2 separate regions of the Triticum aestivum genome follow, and region 1 is linked to region 2. Evidence: chromatin contacts called from public Hi-C data. All regions are on one chromosome and are shown on one strand. Each heading gives the region's core, a stretch centred on a gene start, on an enhancer-like site or on the middle of the called end of the contact. The rest is flanking DNA. Distances are from core to core; before and after follow the strand shown. Region 1 has its middle 84 kb from the start of LOC123056041. Region 2 holds the start of LOC123054929 (APETALA2-like protein 5).

Region 1 (5,322 bases), core at 1,880-4,379, 160 kb before region 2:
CCGCATGTCCGGTGGCGACGGGTAGTCGACCTCTTAGAGGAGGCACGCCTCGTCCTCGTGCAGATGGCGGCGGCCGAAGCCGTTCGCCGCCACACAGTCGCCTGTGAAGCGCTCGGCCATTGCCGTCGATGGGGGAGAGAGGGGGAGAGAGGGGCGTTAGAGGCGAGAGGGGGAGAGAGGGGTGTCGGTGGCGAGGGCTTGTGTGTTCACGGGCGAGGGAGGCACGACTTTTATAGCCGCGGATGGGCGGTGAGAGGGCTACCGCCGTGTGTCGCGTGGCGGCAGCGGGCGAGAAGCGTGTCGCCGCACCTTCACTGCGTCGCCCGTGAGGCATCAATTGAAGGTTGACCGGCGCGGCAGCCTTGGCATTGATTCCCGCGGGAACCAAGGCGATGAGGACGACGAAGGCGGCGAGTCACTGACTCGACGGTCCCACTTCTTTTCGTGCCAAAAAACATTTCCCCCGGCGCCACGGGGCACCCCCAGCACGCCGGGTTCGGCCTGGGTCAGCCGGCATCAAATTCGACCCTAACCGACGAAAAGTAGGCTTCTGGAGACGTGACTGGACCTATTTTTCGGCGCCGGCGACAAAAAATGGTCTTGGAGGGCTGTTGGGAGGGGGGGGGGGGGGGGGGGGGGGGGCTGGAGATGCTCTTAGTCAGGGGCTCATCACCGGCGGGAGAGGCCGATCGATGCACCCATGCATGCATTTTGTGCTACCTACGGCTAGTTAGTGCAGCCTATGTAGTAGGCGTACGTAGTACTCCTACGTGCATGTGGGGCGGAGTCTTTGATTCGAATCGAAGGGATAATAGACGATAAAGGTGGTGGGCTGGTCTAGATATGTAGAGCCGGGCGAGCTAGCTATGAAGAAGCTATGTAGCTCATGGACCTCGCTAGGGTGACTCGTAGTTGGACCGTCGGAGAGGTCGCTGTAGTCCCCTCCCATGTTCCGATGGACGAGCATGCATCGGTGCAGACTATGGTTTCCTTATTCGTGTGTGGTACTAGCATGGCTTTTCCACCCAGCCCCAGCCAGCGCCATAGCTGCCCACGGGCAACAACCGCCAGATCAACTCCATCTCATGCATCTTGCATCGTCGCGGCTCAGTAAATCGGGAAAAACACCCGAGGGGGTAGTTGGTGGCCGGTATGGATTACGTACTTGAAAAAATTGTACTGCCAAGATCTCTCCGTTTCGTCACTATAATGGTCAATCGACCGGTCAAGCTCGCGTAAAGTAAAAAGAAATTTACGTGCTAGGAATGGAGGAAGGACACGATACACACATTCGCGAATTGAAGTCACTCGCTTAGGTACGTAAAAGCACCTACAGCCGGGCGCGTCCGTGGACAGTGACCGGTCATGCCTCAAATTAGGTACTTTGAATCCAAGTCTCACATATTTCAACCCCTAGATCCATACAAAGTATGCAAGAGAAATCCTACGTACTATCCTAGGTAATCTTCGTCGTCGGAGATGTCCACGATGTCGGTGCCGGGCGTCGGGTGGACGGCCGCGTAGGAGGGCTTCGACTCCTTCCCCTCCTCTTGCTCGACCTCATCCATGTAGGCGAACATCACCTCCTCCTCCGCGGTGTGCCGCGCCTCCATCTCCTGCCGGCGACGGCGTCTCGCCTCCGCATCCGACTCTGACCAAAGGGAATCAAGGATGGCATGTTGCTCCGCTTGCAGATCCGCGTCCCCGGCGTCCCCACATCCTCCTCCGGCCCCTCCTCCTCCTCCTTCTCCAACTTCTCCTCCGGATCCACTGCATCAGAGGTAGGGCCGCGACGATCCGGGCTTCGCGTCTTGCCCGGATGTGCTCAAGGAGCTGCAGCCAGCACTCCGGCGTTAGAAATGGGTGGCCCATTTATCCGGCGGTGTGGGGCCATGGCTACTAGTGATGGCCGACGTGGAGTGAAAAGTGGTGGCGGGCGGGAGAGGAAAGTGACAGCAGCAATGGACGGGCGGAGAAAAATGTGGAGGGTAGGGTTTCGGTATCGGCAGTCGGCTTAAATAGCCGGGCTAGGCACTACGCGACCCACCGAGTGGCGCCACGCGGCGACATCGGTCTGATGGAGGAGACGAGTTTTGGACCACCGGGTTTCTGGGTGATTCCGCGTGGGATCCTGACGTCACTCCGACGTGACAGGCCCGGGCGTCCGCATATTCGCCCCATATTTGAACTGGATATAAGGGGTGCCGGTTAGTCCGGGCTTTTGAGGCTCATTTTAAGGCGCCTGACCGAGTCAAAATTTTATGACCGGTTAGTGATCGGACGGCCCGCGTGAGTGTTTGAGACGGGTTTGGGGTGCCGACTGTAGAGGCTAACCCACATGCTGTTGGTCAACAGCGGAAAGGCCATGACCACTGTTTCAACAGTCCTTTGCGTAAGCATCTTCCCTAGTCTTACTGTTAAAAAAAAGGCATCTCCTCTAGTCTTTAGACCTATCGCGTTGCAGCAGAGCCTCCTTTAATCTGGCAACAGGGGAGAATATTCGTACTACGTGCTAAGTACCTCTGTTGCACGCCATGCACGGCGTCGACATTGCAACGCGAACTCGACGGATCGATCCAGCTCGTCCTACGGCTCCCAGCTACTCAATGAGCACGGCTTGTATCGATCGATCGCACGCCCGTCGCGGAGGCCGGTCTACATCTGCATGCATAGGCATGGCTCACTCCAAAGTTCTCTCAGTGTGCACAGGACTGCAGTCAGTCATGCATGACACCACCCATTTTTCTTTCCGTGTAGTGACTTTTTCGCAGAGGCAGTCCATCTACTGTCAATCAGCCCCCCGCGTACAACCAAAAGCAAGCGAGAGATTTGGGATCGTCAAGTCAAGCGTGCGTGGCAAGCACCTCGGCATGACCGTACGGCTTTGCAAATTAAGAAGATCTGAAAAGGGCGTGAGAGGAACCCGCACGGCTCGCCGGAGTTGAGTCGCCGTGTTAATCAAAGCGTCCGGACGGGATGGATCGATGGCGCCAAGACGGCGGCGGAACGAGACGACGCGGGAGGGCGGGTCGTCGCTTTCCGTTTTCAAGGACGACAACGAGCCGGTGGCCTGTACCTGTACGTGATGTGGTTGTCACTTGTGGGGGTCCGGCCGTGCCCATTGGGCAGCACCAACGCTAGCTGACGCTTTTAACGTAGTACCACGACCACGACATGGCCTGCTCATCCACGCAAAGTCGCCCTGGGGTTTCCGCGGTAGACCAACCAAACCATGAGTGGCGTGTACCACAAAGAACAAAGAGTCTCATGTGACCGTCGATTTGGAACGGTGCACATGAATGAATGAGTGAAACAGCGGAGATGCTCATTGGCCGCTGAGGGCCGACACATACACATCGCATGACAGATGCTCCCCAGCCACCTATTTGCCCGTGCGCGCCCAAATGCTCGTAACCTTAGCCGCTGACACGCAGGACCCACCGGTCAGAGCGAGGCGTCGAGGGGCCGACACCGATGCACGAAAAGAGGAGAATACCGACGCCTACTTACGTATTTTCGATACCTCCTAGAAGAGATAAGAGAAGATTTCCGCGCACATCGCCGTCGGACGTCGACGCGAACCAAATACCTGAAATCCAAGACACTGTAGGCGATCTGGACCGGCAATTATGGCCGTCCTTGTCCTGATGGCTGGACAGGTCATGAAAAATGGAACCCAGCACCGGTCTGGTACCTGGCTTATATGGAACTCCTGATCGGTACACGCGCGCCGATCGAGCTATCGATCGATCAGGCACGGACATGTGGATGTGCCCAAGTCTTTGTTGTCCGTCCGGAGGGCATTTATATATACTACACCACCACGCACCACCGGCATATTGTATTGTGGCCGACAGGGCGCAAAGGAGATGCATGTGGGTATACTACTCCTAGTTTCCGTGAAGATTCCAACCGAACGGGTGGGTTGAGCGTGACGGGTTGGTGCTCCCGGCCAGTCACGGACCGGCTGATTGATGTCAGGCCGTGGACGAGATACTCCATGGCAGCCTAATGCCTAGCGCAACAGGCCTACTACTACCGGAGCGGAGACCCTACAAAAGGGAGATGGAATTTACCGCGACGATTCCCAGTTCCCCACTCTCATTTCGGGGTCACATGGCACATGACCCAGTACGGTAAAAGAAGATGGGAGAGGGCAGGGTCTCACGAGTCACGAGTCGCACCCCCGCCGACGAGCAACAACAGCCGGCCGGCCCCCCGAGTGCCGCCCCCAAAACCAGCAGGTTGCGACGCGACGGGCGGAGGGAATCCCATTGGATCCAACCAGCTAGAGAACACGGCGGGGTTAAATTTCGTGTTTTTACCCTTTTGGATATCTTTAGCCGGATCTCTGACCCGGTTCGAAGTTTTTTTGACATCTGACCCTTCTCCTATCATCAGGGATCATGGCCGTAGGGTAGAACAGGATACCGTCATGCCTCCTGACGGTAGGCTAACGGTAGCCCAATCAAGCAGCCGTTTGCGGGCTAACGTGTCCTAGCTGCCCTACCGCCGGGGTGGACGGCGGTAGGGTACCTAAAGCTACCGCCACACCCGTCGGCGGTAGGGTCCGCGGGCGCCAGACTTCCGTGACTGAAAACGGGCGACTTTTTGCGGTAGGGTATCACATTCTACCGCCACCCCCCGCAGCGGTAAGGTGTGGCAGGCGCGCCACAGCTCTATAACCAAAACTTGGGGCCCTTTTGTGGTAGGTTTTCACACCCTACCGCATGGATCCTGGCGGTAGGTTCCCAGAACCTACCGCCATGGTACCTGGCGGTAGAGTGCTGTCTCACTTAAATTTCAATACCATTTGAATTGCAAATATGACTTCGCACAGAACAATAGATAAACACACAACAGCAACATATGAAAATATGATGACCTCACTCACACATTATATAGATAGCAAATGACCATATCCAGTAAGTTGAACATATGAAATAGGTTTCAACATACTAAAAAGGTAGTAATAAGGACAACACCAAGTAGTTCAACATGGCACAAACAGTTTAACTAAGCGAGTTCAACACGACAAGATCAGTAATTCCTCCCCTCCCCATCTTGGCGGCACGTTCCTCATTTCACTTCGAGCGGCCCTCGTCCGGCTTCTTCGGGCGACGACGAGGAACCGGTTTCTGAAATGGTGATGGGCTCAAAACATCCCGGTGCGGATGAGATACCCTCTTCGCCTGGGTTGGCTGAGTCGGTGGAGGTCCGTCATCGTCGGCGTACTCCTCCTCATCACCTCCTTCCTCTTCTCCCTCTTCCTCCTCGTTCTCTTCCCGGGTCTCGTCAACAAGGCGAGACAACGAGGCGGCA
Region 2 (5,305 bases), core at 559-3,058:
GCAACTCCTAAGGTTTTCAAATCATGGCAACTGTAGTAAACCAGACCATACATGGCAACTTCCTAGTGGTAAACCAGACCATACATGGCAACTGCCTAGTGATAAACCAGACCATACATGGCAACAGCCGCAGCTGCCCAAAAATGGCATCTGAAACTTTTGACATTAGATGGCAACTACAGTTGAGCAACCATGGCAACTGTAGTTTTCCGACATGGCAACCGAAGTTCAGCGACATGGCAACTGCAGTTAAACGAACATGGACGAGGGTCTGGACCATGGCAACTGCGGGACGCGCGGTGACTGTCACGCGGGGCGTGCGGGACCATGAGGTACGAGGCCTGACGTACGGGCGTGTGGACGTTATCTATTTCGCCCACACGCACGCGTGTGAGAGGGACCGGGGGGAAAAGAGGTGTGTGGGCATTACTTGTTTTGCCCACACATAGGTGTGTGGGCTGTTTCTTCTCCATGCCACACGAGGCGTGCGGCACAACCACCCGATACACCACACGTGTGGCAGTTATTGGTGTCCTAGAACAAATGTTAGCTCTGCAGCTAGGTCACAAGCAAGGGTTGTAGGTCCATTACTGTTCGGCTTGCGACCGAAACTAACGGAGTCATCCCAATTCTCCGATCGGAGATGCTAACGGGACAAGAATCAACGTGGGTGCGGGCGCCTCAAACCGGTGCCAAATACCCGGACAGGTGGACCGGTCACTGACCGGTAAAAAACTCGACCCACCCGGGCGCCTCATACCAACCTTAAATGCCCGGGCTGTCTGGTGTCCCTCATATCTAGCCCAAATGTAGGGCAGATATGGGGAAGCTAGGGCGTGTCTACCACGTTAGCCTGGCTCACCACTGACCCCACGCCGTCCCCACAAAAGAAACCCAACCCAGGCTCACTCACTCTCCTCTCTCGCTCCGTCCCCTCCTCTCCCCCTCTCCAAATCCATCCCAAATCCGACAATGCCGGTGACATGTCGAGCTCCGGCAGCCACTCGGACTCCGACCTCAATGTCGACGAGGAGTTGGCCCTCCGCATTGCGCTAAAGCGGTCCAAGGTGGACAGGGGGGGGCAACTTTGAATCTGCCCCATCTCCGCTCCCGCTCCCGCGCAACACGGACGTTGGAGCTGGCCCCTTCTGGCTTGCGCGTAGCTCCGCGAGGGTTGCGCAGTCTGCGCCGCCCCCACGCCGTCCTCTTCCCCCGTGGCCCGCTGCTCCACAAGGGCAACGGTGGGTGCTGGTGCCTGCGCCACCAGCCCGGAGGTGGACGCCGCCCTCCGCGAGAGGCGGCGAGCAAGGGAGAGGGACACGGCAGAGCAATCCGTGTGCCGCCGCCACGGGGTACTTGCGGAGCCCAACAAGGATGAGTGGCTCCTCGGTGTACTGCCGGTCGCTTGGCAACGGCGGAGACGGGCGCCCGGTGCCTGCGGAGGAAGAACGCGAAGTTGCTTCGGCTTGCCATTGAGAAGTTAGAGCACGAGGCGGCGGAGGCAGCTCGGGTGGCCAAGCTCAGGCGGCAGCAAGACCGAGCCGTCTGAGGGATGAAGAGTTCATCTCATCTGAGATCGCTCCTAGGACGATATATGTTAACTAGTTCACGTTACATGCATAGCATAGATATAAGGTGCCAAATATAAAGTACGCGGACATGGTATCAATTATTTGAGGCGTGACCGGTCGGACGTTGGAGGGGTCGGATTTACTGTATTGCTCTAACGCCAACATGTGCTGTGTTTACTGCCTCGTGCTCTTCCCCGTTTTTATTATAACCGCGGTCCGGCAGCCACGCACACGCCTATGCTCTCCCCTTTCCCTCCCTCACTCCGGGTGAGCTAGCTATGTTGTGTTGGTGCAGCCGCAGAAGCCTTTGCTCTTCCACCAGTCCATCCATCCATTCCACCGGGAGGAGAGCAGGACCTCTCCTTCCTTTTCCCTCCTCCTCTGCGCTCCTAGGTTAGGAGGAGGGGCTTTTCAAAGGAGAGAGCAAAAGAGAAAGTCCTTGCATACCCCAACAAGGCAACCCGCTGCTGCCTTTTTCTCCCTCTCCCCTCCCCTCCCCCCTTCTCTCTCTCCACCCTCTCTGCTTTCTTGTTATCTTCAGCCCAGCCAACGAGAGCAGAGCAGAGCCGAGCCGAGCAGAGAGAGGTGGACCGAAACATCGGACAGCAAGCAGGGAGGGGAGCTAGCCAAGGAAGGACGGCGGGCATGTGGGATCTCAATGACTCGCCGGCGGCCGACGCGCCGCCGCTGTCCCCGTCCGTCGACGACTCCGGCGCCTCCTCCTCGTCGGCCGCCGCGGTGGTCGAGATACCCGACGACGCCGACGACGACTCCGCCGAGGCCGTCGTCACGCGCCAGTTCTTCCCCCCGGCCGCCCCGGGCGAGGGCGCCGCCGGGAACGGCCGCGCGGCGTGGCTCCGCCTGGCCGGCGCCCCCGCGCCCGCCGTGGCCGCCGCAGCAGCCGCGGCCGCCGGAGGAGGAGTCGGAGGCCCCGCGGCGTCGGCGGCGGCCAAGAAGAGCCGGCGCGGGCCGCGGTCGCGCAGCTCGCAGTACCGCGGCGTCACCTTCTACCGCCGGACGGGGCGGTGGGAGTCGCACATATGGTAAGTTCCTCCTTCCCGCCCGCCGCCGTCTCTTTCCTTTCCTTTCCTTTCCTTTCCTTTCTTGAGAGCTTAAGGAAGGAGAAGGAGAGAGAGCGCTGCAGCAGTTGCAGCAGCAGCAGCAGCAGCAAAAGAAGAGAAGAGAAAAGAAGATGGGTTTGGTATTGGATTCGTCTTGTTTTGGGCATTCCATGCCTCTGCTCCTTTTGCCTTTCATAGCAACGTCCATCTTATCAAACTTATTCTCCTCCCTTCCTTCCTTCCTTCCTTCCGTGTTTCTCTCTCTCTTCTCTCCTCTCCTCTTATCTTCTCTTCTCACGCGCTCATCTCTCTCCCCCATTCTTTTGCGCAATGCAGGGATTGCGGCAAGCAGGTCTATCTGGGTAAGTTTCCTTCATCTCCATCTTGTCCATGCATACATATTTGGGCGCGGATCGATCGCCGATTGGCGGCCGGCCGGCGTTTTTCCCGTTCCCGATTCCTCACAATGTCACCGACGACTTGCAGGTGGATTCGACACTGCTCATGCGGCGGCTCGGTACGATAAAGATTTGACATACTAGTACCAATCAAACTCTGTTCTTTCCTGATTTCTTTATCAATTATCTGCGGCCGCAGGGCGTACGATCGGGCGGCGATCAAGTTCCGCGGCATGGAGGCCGACATCAACTTCAGCCTGGAGGATTACGACGACATCAAGCAGGCGAGCCACCAGACCCGATCAATCAACACGAACAAAAGTGCTTCCTGTTAGCAGATTCGTAACGTGTTTAGCCACCCTGCTCTGCAGATGGGCAACCTGACCAAGGAGGAGTTCGTCCACGTGCTCCGGCGCCAGAGCACGGGGTTCCCCCGGGGCAGCTCCAAGTACAGGGGCGTCACCCTCCACAAGTGCGGCAGGTGGGAGGCGCGGATGGGCCAGTTCCTCGGCAAGAAGTATGTACTCCTCCTCCACCATCACTCTCCTCCTAGCTCCCTCCTCCAATCGATCACTTGGATGTCTGCTTCCTCCTGTCGTTGCACTCAAAGTGGCAGCATCTCTCTGCCGGGCGGATGGCATGGCAGTGGCACTAATGGGACTTGTGTGCAACGCAGGTACGTCTACTTGGGGCTGTTCGACACCGAGGAGGAAGCCGCCAGGTAGTAAAAACTGAAAAATTATTGGGCCGTGCACTGTGCGCGTGTCCTCCCTCCATTGCTGTTGGCCGGGCAGCCATAGCTATAGCTTTAGCTTTGCTGGGGTTGGGCGGTGAACTGATTGATGTCTCGTGTGCCTCTGGGCGCTGTCGGGCAGGTCGTACGACCGCGCTGCCATCAAGTGCAACGGCAAGGATGCGGTGACAAACTTCGATCCCAGCACCTACGCCGAGGAGTTCGAGCCCGCGGGTCAGTAATAATCCATGGACGGATGCCTCTTAATTAGCTAGCATAATCGTGCACTGTTCATCCGTGGTTTGATTTGGCAACCATGGGATTAATTATGCAGTAGTGTATATGTTTCTTGATGTTCATTCATTCGCTGATCTTGATCTTGATCTTGGGTGGACAATGCTCTGCCAGCTTCGACCGGCGACGCGGAGCAGAACCTGGACCTGTCGCTGGGGAGCTCGGGGGGCTCCAACAAGAGGGGCAGCCTCGACGGCGGCGGAGGCGGCGACGACGACGGCGCGGCCGGGTCCGACCAGCGCGTCCCCATGGCCTTCGAGCTCGACTGGCAGACGGCGGCGGCGGCGGCGGCGGCACGGAGCACCAAGGCCAAGGTACACGCCGCCACTTGGCCCTGCAACAAACAACAACTATATGTATACATAGTATAATCGGGCGTTGGAAAGCTGAAAATGGGTTTGATTTACTATGCAGTTCGACCAGAACTTGACGCATCACCAGATGCCCCCTCCGGCCCTGCAAGCCTCCCACATGCCCTTCAGTCCCAGGCACCACCAAGTGGGTACTTTTGCAGTTCAAAGTTCGAAGAATTTTTCCATCTGTTCTTGGTGGGCGCGAGCTAACAGTTATTGTTTGGTGCAAATTGCGCAGTTCATGGGCAACGGCGATCCGGGGACCGCGGGAGGCCTGTCGCTGACGGTCGGCGCCGCCGGCGGGGGCGGGCACTGGCCTCCGCCTCTGCACCACCAATACCAGCCGCCGCCGCCGCCTCCGCAGCAGCAGCAGCCGCAGCAGAGGCTGCACGGCTGGGGCAACGTCGTCCCCGGCACGAGCTGGCAGCCGCCTCAGCCGCCGCCGCACCACCAGGCGGGGCCGCCGCCGAACAACGCTGCCGCCGCCGCCGCAGCAGCTGCAGCATCATCACGATTCCCACCCTACATCGCCGCGCAGGCGCAGAGCTGGCTCCAGAAGAACGGCTTCCACTCCCTGGCCCGACCCACCTAGCTTGCCAGAGAGACCATCAAGACCAGCTCCACCGCGCGCCGCCTTCATCCATCATCCATGGCGAAGATCGACCGACAGGTGTGTGTGTGTGTTCCACTGAAGCAGGCGAGATCACGGAGGAACCACAACCATGCATGCATTACCACCACAACTGAACCGAAACCGAAACTGAAACTGGATGCTAGTATTCTTTTTCCATTTCTTGTTATTTTTTCTTGATTGAGTGAGATGGATTTGAGAGGACGGATGGATGTGGTCATGTAAATGCGGAGTTCCCCAAGAAGACGATCGAGATTGGTTCTA

What was found. Hi-C and Micro-C count contacts between places; a contact is called where the count stands out from the background.
Region 1: a contact with region 2 is called in a Hi-C map of leaf, with 3 times the contacts expected there. The contact joins the enhancer-like site here to the promoter of LOC123054929 in region 2. A contact is called at or near these places in 2 of 5 Hi-C or Micro-C datasets (both in leaf).

What each region holds. Positions count from the first base shown.
Region 1 is chr2D:609,864,243-609,869,564 of IWGSC CS RefSeq v2.1, reverse strand. No RefSeq gene overlaps it. Among protein-coding and RNA genes, the nearest start is that of LOC123056041, 84 kb to the left of the region's middle. Within about 2 kb of position 3,129, at least 6 of the 8 cell types and tissues checked have an H3K27ac peak or open chromatin away from gene starts, as enhancers often do. A contact at or near this core is called in leaf, where this site is marked.
Region 2 is chr2D:609,706,150-609,711,454 of IWGSC CS RefSeq v2.1, reverse strand. LOC123054929 (APETALA2-like protein 5) reads left to right here and starts at 1,808. Exons shown (of 9, transcript XM_044478805.1): 1 at 1,808-2,614; 2 at 2,969-3,149; 3 at 3,230-3,314; 4 at 3,402-3,547; 5 at 3,707-3,751; 6 at 3,906-3,997; 7 at 4,172-4,371; 8 at 4,472-4,555; 9 at 4,649-5,305. The coding sequence starts at 2,230. The coding sequence ends at 5,002.